2 separate regions of the Sus scrofa genome follow, and region 1 is linked to region 2. Evidence: chromatin contacts called from public HiChIP or PLAC-seq data. All regions are on one chromosome and are shown on one strand. The core of a region is the stretch at or near the end of the contact, and the rest is flanking DNA. Distances in the headings are between cores, read along the strand shown. Region 1 overlaps APPBP2 (amyloid protein-binding protein 2). Region 2 overlaps PPM1D (protein phosphatase 1D).

The links. HiChIP or PLAC-seq counts read pairs in DNA pulled down with a chosen protein or histone mark.
Region 1: a contact with region 2 is called in an H3K27ac HiChIP or PLAC-seq map of alveolar macrophages. The contact joins two enhancer-like sites. A contact is called at or near these places in 3 of 47 Hi-C or Micro-C datasets (embryonic fibroblasts, epiblast stem cells and skeletal muscle) and 1 of 2 datasets of contacts at active chromatin or transcription factors (alveolar macrophages).

The regions. Positions count from the first base shown.
Region 1 is chr12:37,640,152-37,643,020 of Sscrofa11.1, forward strand. It overlaps APPBP2 (amyloid protein-binding protein 2), which reads left to right. Exons shown (of 13, transcript XM_013981135.2): 3 at 1,099-1,250. Among named protein-coding and RNA genes, the nearest start is that of APPBP2, 28 kb to the left of the region's middle. Within about 2 kb of position 1,465, at least 1 of the 83 cell types and tissues checked has an H3K27ac peak or open chromatin away from gene starts, as enhancers often do. A contact at or near this core is called in alveolar macrophages, where this site is marked.
Region 2 is chr12:37,499,011-37,501,710 of Sscrofa11.1, forward strand. The region is part of intron 3 of PPM1D (protein phosphatase 1D); the gene reads right to left. Among named protein-coding and RNA genes, the nearest start is that of BCAS3, 25 kb to the left of the region's middle. Within about 2 kb of position 1,416, at least 1 of the 83 cell types and tissues checked has an H3K27ac peak or open chromatin away from gene starts, as enhancers often do. A contact at or near this core is called in alveolar macrophages, where this site is marked.

The DNA of each region.
Region 1 (2,869 bases), core at 215-2,714, 140 kb after region 2:
GAACGGCAGAAACGAATCCCACTAGTATCTAAGAGGATTCAGGTTCAATGCATGGCCTTGCTTAGTGGGTTGGAGATCTAGCATTGGTATGAGCTGTGGGGTAGGCCAGAAGCCGTAGCTCCAGTTTGACCCCTAACCTGGGACCCCTAGCCTTTGGCCATATGCCTCAGGTGTGGCCCTAAAAAGCAAAAGCAAAAAAACAAAAAGTCGTATTAAAAGTTCATTTCAGGAGTTCCCATCGTGGCTCCGCGGAAACAAATCTGACTAGCATCCATGAGGACACGGGTTGGATCCCCAGCCTTGCTCAGTGGGTTAAGGATCCCGTATTACCGAGAGCTGTGGTGTAAGTTGCAGATGTGGCTTGGTTCTGGTATTGCTGTGGCTGAGGTGTAGGCCAGTGGCTATAGCTCTGATTCGAGCTGACCCCTAGCTGACCCCTAGCCTGGGACTTTCTCCATAGGCTGCGGGTGTGGCCCTAAAAAGACAAAAAAGGAAAAATTCATTTCATCCTTCATTGTCATCAATTTACACATACAGAATCATTCAGTGATCCACTGAATTAAAAATATTAGGCTAAATTGTGATTTTTTTTTTTTTTTTTTTTTTTTTTGGTCATTTTAAGGCTGCACTCTTGGCATAAGGAAGTTCCCAGGCTAGGGGTCGAATTGGTGTTGTAGCCACTGGCCTACACCACAGCCACGGCAATGCCAGATCCTTAACCCACTGAGCGAGGCCGGGGACTGAACCACTATGGGAACTCTTAGACTGTGAATTGTTACCGCCTCATAATGCATAAGGCAAAAAGCTTTTTATTTTATTCCGTCATTGAAAAAATACTGTTTTTTGAAAACATTAATTAACATTTTCTTTTTTTTTTTTTTCTTTTATCTTCTTTTTTTTATTGGCCCTCCCTGTGGCATTCAGAAGTTCTCAGCCAGGGATCAAACTTGCGCCATAGCAGTGACTCCAGCCATTTCAGTGACAATGCTGGATCCTTAACCCACTAAGCCACCAGGGAACTCCCATCCCAGCACTTTCTAAAAGGATAAAATATATTACCTTTATAAAAACAAAAGTAGCTTTTTCCTTCTCTTTCAGACATTTGCTTCATCATTGTTTCCAGGCTTTGATGGATCATGGTGTGAAAGTTGCTTCTGTCTTGGCCTACTCATTCAGTAGACGGTGCTCTTATATAGCAGAATCAGATGCTGCAGTAAAGGAAAAAGCCATTCAGGTTGGCTTTGTTTTAGGTAAGTAATGATAAAAATCAAGGAATGTTTTGTCCTGTGACACGACTAAGAATTAAATTTGCTATCGTTAAAGTAGTCTTCTAGGACATTCCCATAGTGAGCGTAAGGAAGTTATGAGAAAAACATGAGAAGAACTAGGTGTGTTATACTGAACATTAACTTATGCTCTCTTTCTAAAAAATCCTTACGACATTCTGATGATGTGATGGTATTCATAGTATTTTACAAATGAGGAAACAGATTTGGAAAAGTTGAGTAACTTGCTCAGATCACATAGTAGTGGAGCTAAGTTTAGAATCCTGCAGCTCTGTGATTCCAAACCACTTTTCTTTCTGCCATGTCAAGCTGCTACCAACCTCTTTTGTCAGCTTACTGTATGCTGTGATATGGGACTTCATCCTTCTGGGATTTTAGCCTTCCCATCTCTAAAATGAGGAAATTTGTATTACTATGAGAATGCTGAAAACATAAATGGAAAAGGATTCTAAGAAGGTTTTGTGTGCTATACATATAGAAAAATATTGTTTAGTGTTTGCATAACATTTTAGTATGGTTTTTATAAATCTCCATAGGTAAGTATGTTTCAGGCAAACATTTATTAAAATTATTGCTACCTTGGAGTTCCCATCATGGCGCAGTGGTTAACAAATCCAACTAAGAACCATGAGGTTGAGGGTTTGATCCCTGGCCTTGCTCAGTGGGTTAAGGATCCGGCGTTGCCGTGAGCTGTAGTGTAGATTGCAGATCCTGAGTCACTGTGGCTCTGGCGTAGGCCAGTGGCTACAGCTCCGATTAGACCCCTAGCCTGGGAACCTTCATATGCCGCGGGAGCGGCCCAAGAAAGTGGCAAAAAGACAAAAAAATAAAATAAAATAAAATTATTGCTACCTTTCTTTGTCTTTAGAAAAAATTTTATTTTGAAATGATTGTAGATTCGCAGTATCAAAATCAGGGAATTGATACTGGTTTAATACTGTAACCTAGACTACAGACCTTATTTTACTTTCATTGTTTCATACCTATACTGTTTTATACTTTCATTGTATGTTTTCTTCCTTCCATCCTTCTTTCCTCCCTCTCTCCCTCTCTCTTTTTCTTTCTTTTTATGGCCATACATGCAGCATATGGAAATTCCCATGCCAGGGGTGAATTGGAGCTGTAGCTGAAGCCTGTGACACAGCCATAGCAACACCAGATACGAGCCACATCTGTGACCTACACCACAGCTTGTGGCAAGGCTGGATCCTTAACCCACTGAGCGAGGCCAGGAATCAAAGAGACTATGGTGAGTCCTTAACCCGCTGAGCCACAGTGGGAACTCTTTTTTAAAACTTAATTTTTTTTTATTACTCAATGAATTTTATTACATTTATAGTTGTACAACAATCATCACAACCTAATTTTATAGCATTGCCATCCCAAACCCCAGCACATACCCCATCTCCCCGCCTGTCTTATTTGGAAGCTGAGTTTTTCAAAGTGTATGAGTCAGTATCTGTTCTGGAAAGAAGTTCATTGTGTCCTTTTTTTAGATTCCACATGTAATGATAGCATATGATGTCGGTGTCTCACTGTCTGGCTAACTTTACTTCGCATGATAATTTCTAGGTCCATCCATG
Region 2 (2,700 bases), core at 166-2,665:
TTTAATGGAACTTTTAGTTTACTCAGGGCATCCAAAAGATAAAGGAGTTCCCATTGTGGCTCAGTGGTAATAAACCCGACTAATATCCAGGAGGATGCAGGTTCGATCCTGGCCCTGCTCAGTACACCAAGGATTTGGCACTGCCGTTAGCTGTTATACAGGTTGCAGGTTTGACTTGGATTCCAAGTTGCTGTGGTGTAGGCCAGCAACTACAGCTCTGATTCAACCCCTAGCCTGGGAACTTCCATATGCTGCAGATGCAGCCCTAAAAAAAAAAGAAAAAAGAAAAAGATAAATGAAACTGAAATAGAAAAAAAATTATAGAAACTACTGTTTTGTGATACATAAAATACAGTAATAAGTGGGACAACATAAACTCCTCTTTTGTTCCCCAAAACAGGAAGGAAGAGATAGAAAGGAGGAAACATTAATTTCTGCCTCTTTTGTTTGTTGTGAAATACTTTGGGGGATATCCTAAATTAAGAGTAAAAGGTTTTCAACAAGAGGATAAACTGTTTCTGCCATCTTTCAGTAAATCTGACTCTTGCTAAATAAGCTCTTTGCCCTCTCCCTTCCTTATTTATAGGAAGCGCTCTCTGAGAGAATCAGAGTTCATTCACTTCATCTACTTATTTATTTATTGTTGGCTGTGCCTTCAATATACAGAAATTCCCCAGAGCAAGGGATGGAACCCACACTGCAGCAGCTTCCCGAGGCGCAGCAGTGACAATGTCGGATACTTAAGCCACCACACCACAAGGAAAACGCCTCTCATTCTCAGCCACAGCCTATAAAAATGTAGTATTTTCTCATGATATCTATTCCTTTTATTCTCACTTCTCTGTTCCATCTACCCTAGCCTTTCATCAGACTCTCTTCTATTCGCCTTTATTCCTCCTATCACAATGCTGTTGACAAACGCAGTTCCTGTGCCTAGAACACATTTTCTTCCTCTATCAACTTCTAGTAATTCTTCACAACTCAGCTTAAACATCACTTCTCTGAAGTTCCTGATGTGGTGCAGGAGAAACGAATCTAACGAGGAACCATGAGGTTGCAGGATCAATCCCTGGCCTCGCTCAGTGGGTTAAGAGGATCTGGCATTGCTGTGGCTGTGGCGTAGGCTGGCGGCTATAGCTCCGATTAGACCCCTAGCCTGGGAACCTCCATATGCCACGGGTTCAGCCCTATGAAGCCAAAAAAAAAAAAAAAAAAAATCACTTCTCTGGCCTCTCAGGTAATATACTCCTACTCTAAGTTCTCATTAACACACATACAAATACTTTATAGGTATAATTTTTCACCTCTTTTTATGATCAGTTGATGAACGTCTTTTCCCTTTAGGATCTGTCACTCAGCACATATTGCACGCAAATATCTGTTCAATGAATGAATTGCAATATTGAAACGCAATTCCATTAGGCAGCCACTAGGAGGCAACTTTGCTACATGTGCACTTCAGTAATTGTGATCTTCACCAGTGCCTAGATGGTACCAATTTTCAAAAGCAACCTTCTCTCTTTCCCAAAAACTAGAAAAATAGCCATAAGACATAAGAATGGGAGTTCCCATTGTGGCTGAGTGGGCTGCAAACCTGACTAGTATCCATGAGGATGTGGGTTCAATCCCTAGCCTCAGTGGGTTAAGGATCTGGAGCATGCATGAGCTGCAGTGTACGTTGCAGATGTGGCTTGGATCTGATGTTGCTGTGGCTATGCTATAGGCCAGTAGAAGCAGCTCCAATCTGACCTGGGAGCTTCCATGTGCTGTGGGTGTGGCCTTAAAAAAGAGAAAGCAAGCAAGAAAGCTAGAACTTAAGTATTTCCTACATTTTGTCCACAAGTGCCAGAACGAGGACTGGAAAAGTAATATAACAAAGTATTTCTTCCAGCTTAAATGTTCAACTCTAAAGAATATTACCTTTTGGAGTTCCTGTCACGGCTCAGTGGTTAACTAGAAACCATCAGGTTGCAGGTTTGATCCCTGGCCTTGCTCAGTGGGTTAAGGATCCAGCTTTGCCGTGAACTGTGGTGTAGGTCACAGACACAGCTCCGATCTGGTGTTGCTGTGGCTGTGGCGCAGGCTGGCGGCTACAGCTCCGATTACATCCCTAGCCTGGGAACCTCCATATGCCACGGATTCAGCCCTAAAAAGACAAAAAAAAACCCAAACAACAATAACAACAAAAAAACTGTTGTAGGACCCTACTTAGAGCAATCATATTTTCTCTCCTGCAGGGAGTTTTTACTGTTCTTGTGGATCTTTCTCATCAACTGCTATTTTTTCTTATTTATTTTTAATTTTTTTGTCTTTTGAGGGCCGCACCTGTGGCATATGGAGGCTTCCAGGCTAGGGGTCTAATCAGAGCTGTTGCCACAGGCCTACACCACAGCTACAGCATCGCTAGATCTGAGCTGCATCTGCGACCTACACCACAGCTTGCGGCAACGCCAGATCCTTAACCCACTGAGCAATGCCAGGGATCGAACCCACAACCTCATGGTTCCTAGTCGGATTCATTTCTGCTGCACCATGACAGGAACCCCATTTCTTTCCTTTTAAAAATAACAATACTTTCTAGTCTAGCAAAACCTGCCATTTTTCTCCATCCCAAATTCTGAAAAAAGTGTCTAATCTTTTTTTAATGGCCACAGCAGACATTTAATATTTAGTGAAAGAATAAACAAACATGAAGAAATG